3 separate regions of the Mus musculus genome follow, and all the other regions are linked to region 1. A link is a contact called in public promoter capture Hi-C and targeted proximity ligation data. All regions are on one chromosome and are shown on one strand. The core of a region is the stretch at or near the end of the contact, and the rest is flanking DNA. Distances in the headings are between cores, read along the strand shown.

Evidence for each region. Promoter capture Hi-C pulls out the DNA fragments that hold promoters and counts their contacts.
Region 2: a contact with region 1 is called in a promoter capture Hi-C map of the C10 cell line, with 2.6 times the contacts expected there. A contact is called at or near these places in 5 of 39 promoter capture datasets (the C10 cell line, hippocampal neurons, liver and 2 more), 4 of 130 datasets of targeted methods (bone marrow-derived macrophages, embryonic stem cells, epiblast stem cells and 1 more) and 2 of 9 other capture datasets (adipose tissue and embryonic stem cells).
Region 3: a contact with region 1 is called in a targeted proximity ligation map of pancreatic cancer cells. A contact is called at or near these places in 1 of 39 promoter capture datasets (hippocampal neurons), 2 of 484 Hi-C or Micro-C datasets (CD4 T cells and regulatory T cells), 11 of 130 datasets of targeted methods (the SCID.adh cell line, bone marrow-derived macrophages, effector CD8 T cells and 6 more) and 2 of 9 other capture datasets (adipose tissue and liver).

What each region holds. Positions count from the first base shown.
Region 1 is chr19:6,044,852-6,049,194 of GRCm38.p6, forward strand. It overlaps Syvn1 (synovial apoptosis inhibitor 1, synoviolin), which reads left to right and starts at 1,725. Exons shown (of 16, transcript NM_028769.5): 1 at 1,725-2,277; 2 at 3,066-3,214; 3 at 3,424-3,516; 4 at 3,604-3,756; 5 at 3,844-3,892; 6 at 4,299-4,343. The coding sequence starts at 3,083. It also overlaps the pseudogene Gm8034.
Region 2 is chr19:5,599,802-5,604,144 of GRCm38.p6, forward strand. Rnaseh2c (ribonuclease H2, subunit C) reads left to right here and starts at 2,072. Exons shown (of 4, transcript NM_026616.2): 1 at 2,072-2,279; 2 at 2,392-2,573; 3 at 2,649-2,768; 4 at 3,023-3,158. The coding sequence starts at 2,108. The coding sequence ends at 3,049. Kat5 (K(lysine) acetyltransferase 5) reads right to left here. Exons shown (of 14, transcript NM_178637.2): 12 at 4,029-4,188; 13 at 3,833-3,914; 14 at 3,213-3,751. The coding sequence ends at 3,617.
Region 3 is chr19:5,635,429-5,639,771 of GRCm38.p6, forward strand. It overlaps Rela (v-rel reticuloendotheliosis viral oncogene homolog A (avian)), which reads left to right and starts at 2,113. Exons shown (of 11, transcript NM_009045.5): 1 at 2,113-2,413; 2 at 3,004-3,030; 3 at 3,123-3,274; 4 at 3,427-3,575. The coding sequence starts at 2,407.

The DNA of each region.
Region 1 (4,343 bases), core at 475-2,974:
AGCTTGCGCTCCAGGTGCTCCCACTCTCGTTGCTGCAGCAAGAGACCTTATTTTGTTTTTCGAGACAGGGTTTCTCTGTGTAGCCCTGGCTGTCCTAGAACTCACTCTGTAGACCAGGCTGGCCTCGAACTCAGAAATCCGCCTGCCTCTGCCTCCCGAGTGCTGGGATTAAAGGTAGGCGCCACCACGCCCAGCTTTTTTTTTTTTAGATAGGATCTCACTCTATAGCTGTACGCTGGCCTCAGATTTATGATGCTCTTCCTGCCTCAGTCTCCCAATTTTCTGGGATTGTAGGAGTGGGCCACTATGCTCTGCTCACTACATGATTTCAGAGGTTGAGTAGACCTGAACTGAAGACCAGACAAGGGAGCCCTCCCTCGACATCTTGGGGCCAGGGAAGTTGAAGCCATAGGATCAGAGGAAATGTGGCAAGAAAAAAGGCCAACATGGACACAGAACTTAAATAAAAACAGACAGAGGAAGTAAGACAGATATATACCTGGGGGAGAGGAGGGATTGCCACAAAATGTAGGAGATTTTCAAGAATGGGGGAGGATGAGTGTGTAGGGTTAAAGGTAGCCAGTAGAAGTTCATAGCTAGCCTTATGGAGGAAGGAAAGGGGAGCCATCTCGGGATGTTAACTGTTAAAGACAACAGGTGGTGGTGAAGATGGCTGAGACCAAGAGCACAGGGCTGAGGGGCAGACAGGCACTGACACTGCTACCCTTTAATACAGTTCCTCCTGTTGTGATCCCCAACCATAATTACTTCGTTGCTACTTCATAACTGTAATTTTGCTAGTTATGAATTGTAAGTAAACGTCTGATATGCAGGATATCTCATTTGTGACCCCTGTGTAACGGTTTGATTCCCAAAGGGCTTACGACTCACAGGTTGAGAGCCAGCCACTGCCTTAAAGTCGTCTAGAATCAGTTTTCTTTCTTTTTTGACAGACAAGATGTTTAATTCCGTTGTACTGAAGGAAAGCCATTTTATGTATTTTTCTTAAGTGCTCTATCAGTAATGACAATTCTGAAAGCCCCTGTGTTATATTTTAACAACACAGTCACCTCCGGTTCTGTATTCACTGTCCGTGTTGTGACTCCCACAGTATAAATTCCTCCAGTTGATCTTCATGAATTCTTATATTTGATCCCCCCCCCCCTTAGGCCTCTGAATTCCGAGTGAGTCCGAGTTAAAAATGGGAGGAGCACCCTCTAGCTGATAAACCTGGGTAATGAGGTGTCCGCTTTCAGTTTCCATTCTGTACGCGACTATACTGCTTGTGTGAGCCCTAACAGACAGAATCAGCTCAGAACAAAGGGTCTGGCTATCTCCCAGGGATGAACACGCACGCCGACTGAGCTTTTGGGGTGTTGAAAAGTCAACGCCTTCGCACAGAACTCTCCACCCCAACCTAGAAATAACTGGCGTTCTGTTTTATGTCAGTCCGGACACGCAAGCACTGCTCCTTTTGCGGGCCCCGTAAGCATCCCCCCAGGCGGGATAGGGATCCCCGGCCTATGGACTGCGCTTTCTCAGCTGGCATCCAGCTGCCTTGGCACCCAGTCCGGGGCCACTCTGCCTACAGACCCTAGCAACCACTCACCTGCTTTTCTTTCCCTATAGGCCAGAAATTTTTCCTTTCTTTTCTCATTGGTCCGCGTAACTTTATCGCAACCAATCGGCGGTAGCCACGGGAACAAACTCACTCCTACACAACCTGCGTTGGGGGGAGGTAACCTGGGAAGACCTATATCTGTTTTCTGCACCGCTATTTTTTTCCGAGAAGCACTTAACTTCTTACCGTGTCGTAGCTATCCCTGGAATGAGGCGCTTACACATTTTATTTCTTTCATGCCTGACATAAAGTCTGGCCCTTGCTCGCTCCTGCCCCCCGTCCAAATGGCTCGGCCCGCGGAACGCCCCATCTTCCAGGCACATTGAGAGCCGGAGTCTTGGAGGAGTTTAGGGTGGTGATTCTACAACGGCGACTAGCAAGTGGCGGGCTTCAGCCCTTTCCCGCTGCTCTCCTGGTCGCGACCACACGTCACAGCTCTCGCTCGTTCCGGTTGCTCGCGCACGGGCCCCAGAAGCGCAGGCGAGATCGGAGCGCGCAAAGAGAACTTGGTACGGTCCACTCCGCCGCGCCCCGCGCCGCCGGAAGTGAGGTGTCTTACCCCCGAAGTTCCGGTTCGCAGGGGGTGGGGAGTGTTGTTAACCGGAGCGGCTGCCGCAGTCGCGGTGATTGAGCGTGCTCGCGGCGCTGGGCTCCTGGTGAGTGGGCCTGGTCCTGATTGGGGTTGGGGGGTCGGCGTCTAGGACCTTGTCCTTTGGGGTCACTGCGATCAGCCCGCCCCGCTGCGTTCGGCCGCCAGTTTTCGGCCTGTCAGATGGCTGGAGACCTTAGGCGGCGGCGCGGCCACCGTTCCAGAGGCCGGGCCCCGCCTGCGAGGTTCGCAACTCCTAGCGTTCACAGGTGCGCGACTGTGAGGCGACCTGACTGGTTCTCAGCCCCGCCGCCGCACCCTGGCGGTCGGCCGTTTCTCCGGTTCTCAGAGTGGACACTGCTGGGGGCGGGGGGGGGGGCAGGGTTCCAGACTGACGTACCCCGATGGGCGCGCGTCTGCGCTGACCACCCTGGCACAGCTGTCACTGGTTGTGTCGCCTTCTCAAGCTGTGCCCTCTGCACCTTGCCTCCTCCACCCCTGGCGGGCCCAGCGAACCTGCCTCTAAAGCCTATCATCCCAGCTCCTTCAGAGGGTCAGCGGTGGCAGCCCCCCTCCTCCTAACTTTGCCTCAGTGACTCCCTAGAGGAGGCGCCTTGGCAGACAGCGTGGAAGAGCCCTAGATTTGAAACGAGATTGATCCAAGTTCTAGGCCTTGCATCAGTGTGAGCCTCTAACCCCTTTGAGTCCTAGTTTCTCGTTTGTGAAACAGGGAGTATATGCTGTTTTGAATCTAATGGCTGTCAAGGTGAAATGAGTGTTTGCCCTTACACTCTGCCAGGGACTGTGCTAGGTTTACATAGTGTGGATATCACAAATGTCATTTTCCTTGTGCAGGTCTCTGGGCCAGGGCGATGTTCCGCACCGCAGTGATGATGGCGGCCAGCCTGGCGCTAACCGGGGCAGTGGTGGCTCATGCCTACTACCTCAAACACCAGTTCTACCCCACTGTAGTGTATTTGACCAAGTCCAGCCCCAGCATGGCAGTGAGTTCAGGGCTCAGGGAAGAAGGAATGCCCGGGGAGGGAAGGAGGGGCAGAAGTGGGGCTACATGTCATAGAAGTAGGAGAGAAATAGCCCTGGGCCGCCTGACTTGGAATTATCTATGACAGTCTTGGGGACCTGTCAGAATGATTAGCCCCAGGCAGGGGAAAGCAGAAAATAACCTCAAACCACGACCTTTCCTCACCCCCAGGTCCTGTACATCCAGGCCTTTGTCCTTGTCTTCCTCTTGGGCAAGGTGATGGGCAAGGTGTTCTTCGGGCAGCTGAGGGCAGCAGAGATGGAGGTAATATGTTGGTGGCCCCAAAGGACAGGGTTCAGAGGAGGGTACCCAAATGATTGGTTTTCATATCATCCACTTCTCACCCCACAGCACCTTCTGGAACGGTCCTGGTACGCTGTTACTGAGACTTGTTTGGCCTTCACCGTTTTTCGGGATGACTTCAGCCCTCGCTTTGTGGCGCTCTTTACGCTGCTCCTCTTCCTCAAATGTTTCCATTGGTTGGCTGAAGACCGTGTGGACTTTGTGAGTTGGGAGTGGCTGATGGGCATGCCAGTGGATTGGGGTATGGGGCAACCCCAACCATCTTGATGGTGTCCCTCTCTGCCTCAGATGGAACGCAGCCCCAACATCTCCTGGCTCTTCCACTGCCGCATCGTCTGTAAGTGAGACTCATTGAAGAGGTGGGGGTGACTTGAGGGAAAAGAGGCCACTGAGGAGTAGACTGAAAAGTCAAAACCTATGAGCCACTACCCAGAGCCCTGGCTGCCCCTCCATCCACAGCTGCACAGGAAAGATAATTTAAGAAGTTAATTTGCATAGTCTCTACTCTGTTCCACTCCAGGGCTTCTTAACTGCCTGGGCACTCAGCTCTCTGCCTTCTCCCCTGGGCCTGGGTTGCCCCAACACCCTGCCTGGGCAAAAGTAGTTCCCAGAGGATTCGGCTTAGGTGTACACATTTAAGTAGATGGTGGGGCCAATCGCCATGGGGTGGGATTGTCGTGGAGCAGGAAGTGATTGTCAGGCCTCTGCTGACCTCGATTCCCTCCCTTTGGGGGTCTCCACAGCTCTCATGTTTCTCCTGGGTATCCTGGACTTCCTCTTCGTCAGCC
Region 2 (4,343 bases), core at 822-3,321, 440 kb before region 1:
GGAAGTGGGGTCCAATAGAGGAAAAGGAGGGCAGGGCTTAATAACTAGAAAACTGCCCACATGATGGAGCCCTGGAGGATGCAGCAGGGAGATGCCCATGTAGTGGACACCTTGGAGGGCATAGCATGCTCCGGGAGCCAGAGAATGGACACTTTGGTTAGAGCAGGCGAAGGGAAGAAGCAGTTGAAGAGGTGGACTCTTGAGTTTGGAACCAAATATGATGGGTGGCAGCTGGACATGGTGGTACATGTCTTTAATTCTAGCACTTGGGAGGCAGAGGCCAGTGGATTTCCTGAGTTCAAACCCAGCCTGGTCTATAGGGCAAGTTTCAGGACAGCCAGGGCTACACAGAAAAACCCTGGCTCAAAAACAAAAACAACAAAAAACAAAACAAATTTTAAGGTCTGTACATGGTTGGTGGCAGAATTCCGCAGAAAAGATCCATACACATCTTAGCAGAGTCAAATCAGCAGCTTCAGTTAGACCACACGCTTGTCAGAGCAGCTGAGTCCCTTTGATAGTTGAAAGGTACAGCTAAGAGCTATTATTCGGGCTATTGATTAGTGGTTCAGGCTGGGAAAGCCCACTGGAACGTATGAGATGGCTTGACAATGGGTGTAAGGAGGTACAATATGTGCAGTGTGAGCTGGTGGGGCATGTGCAGTGAGCTGGTGGGGCATGTGCAATGAGCTGGTGGGGCATGTGCAGTGTGAGCTGGTGGGACATGTGCAGTGAGCTGGTGGGACATGTGCAGCGTGAGCTGGTGGGGCATGTGCAGTGAGCTGGTGGGGCATATGCAGTGAGCTGGTAGGACATGTGCAGTGTGAGCTGGTAGGACATGTGCAGTGAGCTGGTGGGGCATGTGCAGTGAGCTGGTGGGGCATGTGCAGTGAGCTGGTGGGGCATGTGCAGTGTGAGCTGGTGGGGCATGTGCAGTGTGAGCTGGTGGGAAATACAGCGCAGCTGGAAGGATTACTTGGAGACCAACAGTGAAATATTATTTGCTGGAATCTCCAAGTCTTAAGGCATGGAGACAGGCCAGGGGCAGTGTGTTTCCCTTGAGGTTTGAGCAGCCAGGCCCTGCCCTCAAGACTTCTCTAATCATTATGTCCAGCCCCACTGGAAATTAACCAGGCCCTGCCTTAAGGAAAAAACAAAACAAAACAAAACAAAACAAAACAAAACAAAACAAGCCAGGCATAGTGGCGCAGGCCTTTGATCCCAGCACAGGAGAGGCAGAGGCAGGCGGATTTCTGAGTTCAAGGCCAGCCAGGTCTACAGAGTGAGTTCCAGGACAACCAGGGCTACACAGAGAAACCCTATCTCAAACAAACGAACAAACAAAGAAAAGAAAAAACAAAACAACAAAACCCACCCAAGATGAAGCCACAGATTGCATCAGTCCCTGAGCTGCCCCAACATCAGGTTGCAAAATCCTTCCATTCTCAGAGCACTCTGGATAGTTCTGCCCCATCTCCAAAACCCTCCTGCTCCGTTCTTTGCTGCTTCTGAGCAGAGACAGCCGCCTTCCCTCCTGTCTCTTTTCCAATAACTCTCTTATGTGAGGTTTGTTGTAGGATGTGATTTCGTAGTATTTTTGGCTCCCAACTGCCAGGATACCTTTCTCCTCAGAGCTGTAACATTTACACTGGTTTTAGAGTCAAGTCAGGGGTCGGGTGTTCTTTCTTTGGCCTTTTTTCCCTACAGGATGGTAGTCCTAGAGCACGTGCTTAATATGTCCAAGGCCCTGAGTCCAATCCTCATCACCACCAAAAATAGTTTGTCAGACAACCTATTTAAATAGGACTCTTCTAGGAATCCGTTCAGTTTTTTGTTGTTGTTTGCTTGCTTTCAAACGACAAAAACCATAAAAATATTAGGGCTGGGTGGGCACGGTGGCGCAAGCTAAACCCCAGCACTGGGAAGTGGAGGCACAAGAATGAGATCACACATAAAGACTTGAGCACAGGAAGGCAGGTGCTTACAGAGAACAGCCAGAGAAAAGACTACGTTTCCCATAAGGCTCTGCATCTAGTGTGCTCGGTCTCCCGACAGGCCCTGCGTTCCTCACCCGCCAGCTTTTGCCTGAACCTTACAAGCTTCTGAGATGAAGAACCCGGAGGAAGCGGCAGACGGGAAACAGCGTATTCACCTGCGCCCTGGCTCGCTGCGTGGTGCCGCACCGGCTAAGCTGCACCTCCTGCCCTGCGACGTTCTAGTCAGCCGGCCGGCCCCGGTAGATCGCTTCTTCACGCCCGCCGTCCGCCACGATGCAGACGGTGAGTCCGAGCAGGCCCCGCGGCTCTCGGGCTTCGTGGCCCGCGGCAGACGCCACCCGTACATCCTCCCGTGGCCAGGCTGGCCTGATGGCTTTGCATGTCCCTCCTGCAGGGCTACAGGCGTCGTTTCGCGGTCGCGGCCTGCGGGGCGAGGAGGTAGCTGTGCCGCCAGGGTTTGCGGGATTCGTGATGGTGACGGAGGAGAAGGGAGAGGGGTTGATAGGGAAACTGAACTTCTCCGGGGACGCGGAGGACAAAGCGGACGAGGCGCAGGAGCCGCTGGAGCGGGACTTCGTGAGCAAAGGGAGATGGTAGGTTTGGGGTGAGGGCAGTAGCTGCTGTCCCGAGTCTCAACCCGGCCTTTTCCAGGACCGCCTTATCGGGGCCACCGGCAGCTTCAGCCATTTCACCTTGTGGGGTCTGGAAACGGTCCCGGGTCCAGATGCCAAAGTGCATAGGGCCCTAGGTTGGCCCAGCCTCGCAGCAGCGGTACGTATACTCAGGAGCCCTTTTCCTCCTCAGACTTGGTCAGTCCTTCTATCCGATTTGAATAGTGTCTCTAGTGATTTGGGGGCTTTAGGGCAATAAACACCACGGGGATCATGGCTCCGGAGGCCCAAACTCCCAGTGGTGGGGGGCATTCCCCACTTTTCTCTTAGACGAGGCTATCACCCTGAGCAGCTGGGTCCCCACCCAACTGCTGTGTATTATAAGTCACAAAGTAGAAGTGACTCCTGTTGCAGATTCACGCCCAGGTCCCTGAGGACTGAGAACCAGATCATGAGAATGACAGTCACAGATCCCTTCTCACCACTTGGAGCGACTGTTTCTATCCCAATAAATGAGATCTTCACAATGCCTGAGTCTGTGGGCACCTTAGCACCCTGAAGCTGCCATTACATGGCACCCAGTTTGGTAAGAACTCCTGATAGCTCTGCCTATATAAACAATTTATTTCTGGGGGCAAGAGGGGCCAGAACTTTGCAACCAGCGCCCACCCCACCCTCCAGCTCCTCCTTTATAAAAGAAATTTTTACAATCACCGGTCCTGTACAGAATGCTCCCCACCCATCTTAATGTACACAGCTGCCTGGATCCCTTTGGTCCACGTGTTCAGAGCGGACCTGGGCCAGTAAGCCAGTTATCCTCGGAGTTGGCCTAGACCTGAGCTTGCCTTGGCACTGGCCACTAGTGGGCCCCTCCTAGGCCTCTTCTCCTCTTGGGTCTGTTCTTCGGCCTGTCTCACTTTGCGTGCCTCTTCGAAGCTCAAATGGGACAAGACAGGGTGCTAGCCATGGTTCGGCCAGCTCTCGTGGTATGGCAATGGGTAGTGTGTGTCACCACTTTCCTCTCTTGCTCCAGTCTTTGGGAGTGAAGTGCAGACACTTGGAGTCAATCCGAAGGAGCCGCTTGAGCATAGCCCGCTCATGCCCATCCACGATGTCTTCTGACAGAGTTAGGATATACTGGCCCTGAGCAAGAGATAGAGCCAGCTCATGTCAGCTCAGAGCCTGCATCCATATCTCATCTATCCCCTGAGCATGCCTCCTAACCTTGTAGTAATTGATGAGGTTGAGATACTGCAGTGTGGAGATGACATCTTCTTTCTTGATACTAGTGATTTCACTGATCTCACTGTGGGGGTGGAAGTGGGGGAAAGTTCAGTCCCCTGAAGATATTCATCTGTCCCCAGAAACCCCAGGAACAGACAGACCAAACCACAACCCCCAGGTGGGCATTTGGGCTCACTTGATGGTGATCTGTGGCCTCTCCCCGCTCTCCGACTTCAGCCCCATCAGGATCTCCAAGATGGTTTGGGACCAGTAACTTCGGTAGGATAGGAGGCCAAGATCTGACAGGGGTTTCTCAGGAGTTCCGGTCTTCCCTTCTACTTTCGAGAGTTCATAGCCTAAAGCAATAGAGCACAGGAGGCGGAGTAAGCGTCACATGTACACAGCAGCTTATGAGGAAGAAGGGCTGTGGAGCTGGGCTGCCTGCCTGCCTCTCACTTACTCTTGGTGTGGACCAGCAGCTTCCCTGTCTGCAGTGTTGGGGGCCAAAGGC
Region 3 (4,343 bases), core at 863-3,362, 410 kb before region 1:
CTGTGTTTTAGGCTAGCCTGGTCTACATATTGAGTTCTAGGACAACTAAGGATATATAGAGAAACCCGGTCTTGAAAAACAAACAAAAACATAAAAAGGCGCCCGTCGTCGTCGTCGTCGTCGTCGTCATCGTCAAGCCCGATGACCTTGATCTGCTCCCAGGACCTACTTAGTGAAAAGAAAGAAATGAGTCTGGCAAGTTGTCCTCTGACCACGTGACGGTGGCAGGCTCCCACACAGAGGGCAGAAATCTGGATGGGAAGAGCCTGAACTCAGGGTAAAAAGGAATGGACGGTGAGGAGCACACCTGTGGGGATGAGTGGCGTCAGTGTCCCCTGCATCCCCTTCGTTTTCTTGACCTTTCTTCTGGAGTGCTGGAGATAAATACCAGTCTTCAGTATGCTAGGCAAGTGCTGTAACTCTGATACACTCCTACCCATCTCCCCCTCTGAGACAAAATCACACCGGCTAGCCCCTGCTGGTCCAGAGCTCTCTTTGTAAACAAAGCTCCATTTTTTTCATTTGTGTTGAGAAAGTGTCTATACAGTCCTGGTTGTCTAGCAACTCACTATGTATAGACTGTACTGGCCTCGAACTAGGAGACCTGCTGAGTCTGCCTCCAGAGTGCTGGGGCTAAAGGCCTGCACTACCAAACACAACTCACATTTATCTTTTATTTTATTTTATTATTTTTATTTTTGTATATATGTGCACATGTGAATGCAGTTGCTCTCAAGAGCCCAGAACAGTGTGAGGTCTCCGGAAGCTGCAGTTACAGTTGCTGATAACTGGACTCTGGTCTTCTGCAAGGGCATTATCGACTCTTAACTGATGGGCCATCTCTCCAGCCTGCAACCATCCTTTTTTAAAGAGCATCTTCTGTAGTTCTGGATGGGTTCAAACTATGTAGAGGAGGATGACGTTGAACGTCTGACCCCATGAGCGCTGGGATTACTGGAGCATCCTGGAGTCAGAGATCAAATCCCAGCTTCCTGCAACGTTATGCAAAAACTACTGAGTTCTCATTTCTAGCCTTTACTTTTTAGTAAGGACGCTGGTATTCATATTAACTTAAATTGTAACTATATGTGTTTTTACAAGTGGTTCATGTGAGGACCAATGATGGCTGTGTGCCATTAATTGGAGATTATATTCATTCTGTCGCCTTGACATCCGCCCTCGCAAAATATTAAACTGCTTTTTCTAATCTGCGCCAAGTGAGAAACTGAAATGAGTGGGAGGGGCGTAACTATTTTCACTTTTGTCTTCCTGTTTTTTTCAGAGCCTGGGAAAGCAATTCAGAATTTCCAATCTTTTCCAATTCCCACATGATTTCCTAATTTAGAGAAAATAAGTCTTTCTCTGAGTGCTGAAACCTCCTGTGGCCCGGGAGGCGCCTCCTCCTTCTGGCATAGTGGAGGCAGCCTGATGTGTTGCGTCCTCCGGCCAGAGTCCCCACACTCAATCTGCACACCTGCCCTTGGCTTAGATGGCAATTTTTGCTCCCTACAAACGCTTTCCTCATTGGAGCCTGGACTCCTGGGAGGCCTTGAAGGAGATGTTCACGGTGTGACCCTAGCTGGTTCCGGAGATCCCTAAAGATCTAAACCTTAGCAGACAGCACCTATGTGTGCAGACGAAGCCCTGGGGCTCTTCCAGCACTCATGGCTCTCAGGGACTCTTAGAGGTACAGGTGTCTGCCTAGTCCTCGGTCTGCCCCTCTACCCTAAGGCCTGTCGGATGCAGCACGCTCGCTCCGCGAAGCACTCCTGCGCGCAGCCGGATCTAGGTTGGGGAGCATGTGGCCCGTAGCACGCGGGTCCCCAGAAGGCCCCTGCACGCTTAGGAAAACGTGTGGAATTCAGTCACTGGCCTCCGCGGGAGCAGCAGGCCTGGGCCTCTCCCTGCGCAGGGCGAATGGCCGCAGCCTGCCACCAGCCCTGGCTCGGCTCCAGTCCCGGCCAGGGTGACATCACCAAACTCCTGAGATCAGAGCGGGGCGGGGAACGGGACCCGAAATCCCCTAAAAACAGAGTGAGTAATCGCGGGCCCGCCCTCCAGGCGGGGCCGGGAACGGGACCGGGACCCCGAGCGAGCCGCGCTGCGGAGCTTGTAGTCGGGCCGGCCTCGGGACAAACAGCCTCGGCGTCCTCCCGCCGCGCTGCGGTGTCCCCGCCCGCGCGCCCGCCGCACACCTTCCGCGCCCAGCGTGAGTCGCGCACCTGCTCTCGGCCCCCCACGCGCGGCGGTGGCGGTGGCGGCGGCTCAGCGCGCAGGCGCGGCCGGATTCCGGGCAGTGACGCGACGACGGGCGCGCGCCGCGCATTTCCGCCTCTGGCGAATGGCTTTACTTTAGCGCGCCGTGGGCTCAGCTGCGACCCCGGCCCCGCCCCCGGGACCCTGACCATGGACGGTGAGGCTGCCCTCTGGCTCGGGGGATGGCTGCCCTAGAGCTCCGGGGCCTGCGGCGGAATCTCCCCCCTCCCCGCGCCGTCTTCCGCCCCTTTCTGCGCCGCGGGTTGCTGCGCAGGGAGCGGCAGGCCGGATGGTGGCACGGGGCGGGGCGGGCTGCGAGGGGGTCTGACTCAGTTACCCCTCTCAGTGGAGGGCGCCTTGACTCAGTGTCCCTCCTGGGTGGGGGTACGGGTGAATCTTGACTCCGTTTCCTCCGGCTCCCCCCACCCCCGTGTCGATGCGATTAGTTCTGGCTTCCTTTCCGTGTAAGGAAGAAAGTATCTGACTCAGTTTCCCCAGAAGAGGAGAGGAGGGTATTACCCCCTCCTCAGTGTCACTTATGAACGTAAAACAGGCACTGACTCAGTTTCCCCTGGCAAAGGAATGCCTCTGTGTCCCCTTTCTCTAGTTCCCCGGCCTCTGTCAGGGCAGGTTTCAGGGTCTTGGCTCAGTTTTCTTGGAAGGGAGGGAGCTTGGCTCTGTCAGGCCTTCGCAGGTGAGGGTGGGCACTGGAGTTTATTGACAATGTGCCTTGTCTTTCCCTTTCAGATCTGTTTCCCCTCATCTTTCCCTCAGGTAAGTTGGACCATCCATCCTCAGTAGTCAGGGGCTGTCCTGGAGTCGGGGCCGTGGGGATAGCACCTGATGGCTGACTGTGTCACCCACAGAGCCAGCCCAGGCTTCTGGGCCTTATGTGGAGATCATCGAACAGCCGAAGCAACGGGGCATGCGATTCCGCTATAAATGCGAGGGGCGCTCAGCGGGCAGTATTCCTGGCGAGAGAAGCACAGATACCACCAAGACACACCCCACCATCAAGGTAAGCAAGAGCCCCCAGGGGTGTCGCTGGGACACAGATGTGGTGGAACGCACTGTGCAGCCCCAGCAGACTTGCCTCCTGGTCACCGTGCCCTGTGTCTAAGAGCCAGATTAGGGATTGCTGGCCACTAGAGTACTCTGTACTTTGGACAGATCAATGGCTACACAGGACCAGGAACAGTTCGAATCTCCCTGGTCACCAAGGATCCACCTCACCGGCCTCATCCACATGAACTTGTGGGGAAGGACTGCCGGGATGGCTACTATGAGGCTGACCTCTGCCCAGACCGCAGTATCCATAGGTGAGTTCCCTATGGGCTGGGGGTGGTGTGAGGGCAGGGTAGGAGCAGGCCGGCCAGGCAGCTCTTACAGTGTTGCTCTTTTCTAAACACAGGCAGAATCCAGAGTTCTTAACTCTGTCTCCAGTTTGCAAACAGACCTCCTTTGTCTTGAATTCTCTAACAGTTGGGAACTCCTTATCTTCTTAGAGCCACAAACCCTATGGCTGGACAGGCCAGCCTCTTAGCCTCTTGGATCAGAAAGATATCCAAATGGACCCTCCTAGAGCTTAAATACCAGTTGGTAAAACCAGGCGATAATTGTACAGACAGATAGACGAGATACTGGTAGAGAATTATAACTTCCATGATGGAAAGAAAACACAGTTATAAATTAGGAGGAGGAGTCTGGTCTCAGGAAGCTCAAGCTGGCCTTGAACTCGTTAGGGTTCCCCTGCCTCCTCTTCTCAACTCCAGGGGAATAGGCATGTAGCACCGTGTCCTGCTGCACAGGTCTCACGACTTTGGGTTGGAGGGTTACAGAAGGCCTCTGTGCTAACTCTTAAATGGTGAGAAAAAGCAGACAGACCCAAAAGAACATTCCGTGCACGAGAAAGAAGTACAAAAAAAAGCAAGCAAGCAAGCAAGCAGTACGATGCCCTTGGAAGGGGAGTACGTTCCATTTCGTGTGCTTAGGTCTGGGAAAGGAAGCCCCTGTGGCTGAGGTGGGGCACTGGCTTGGAGGCCTGCGAGGGCCAGCTCCCTCAGAGACTTGCCAGTGGGTAAGGAGTG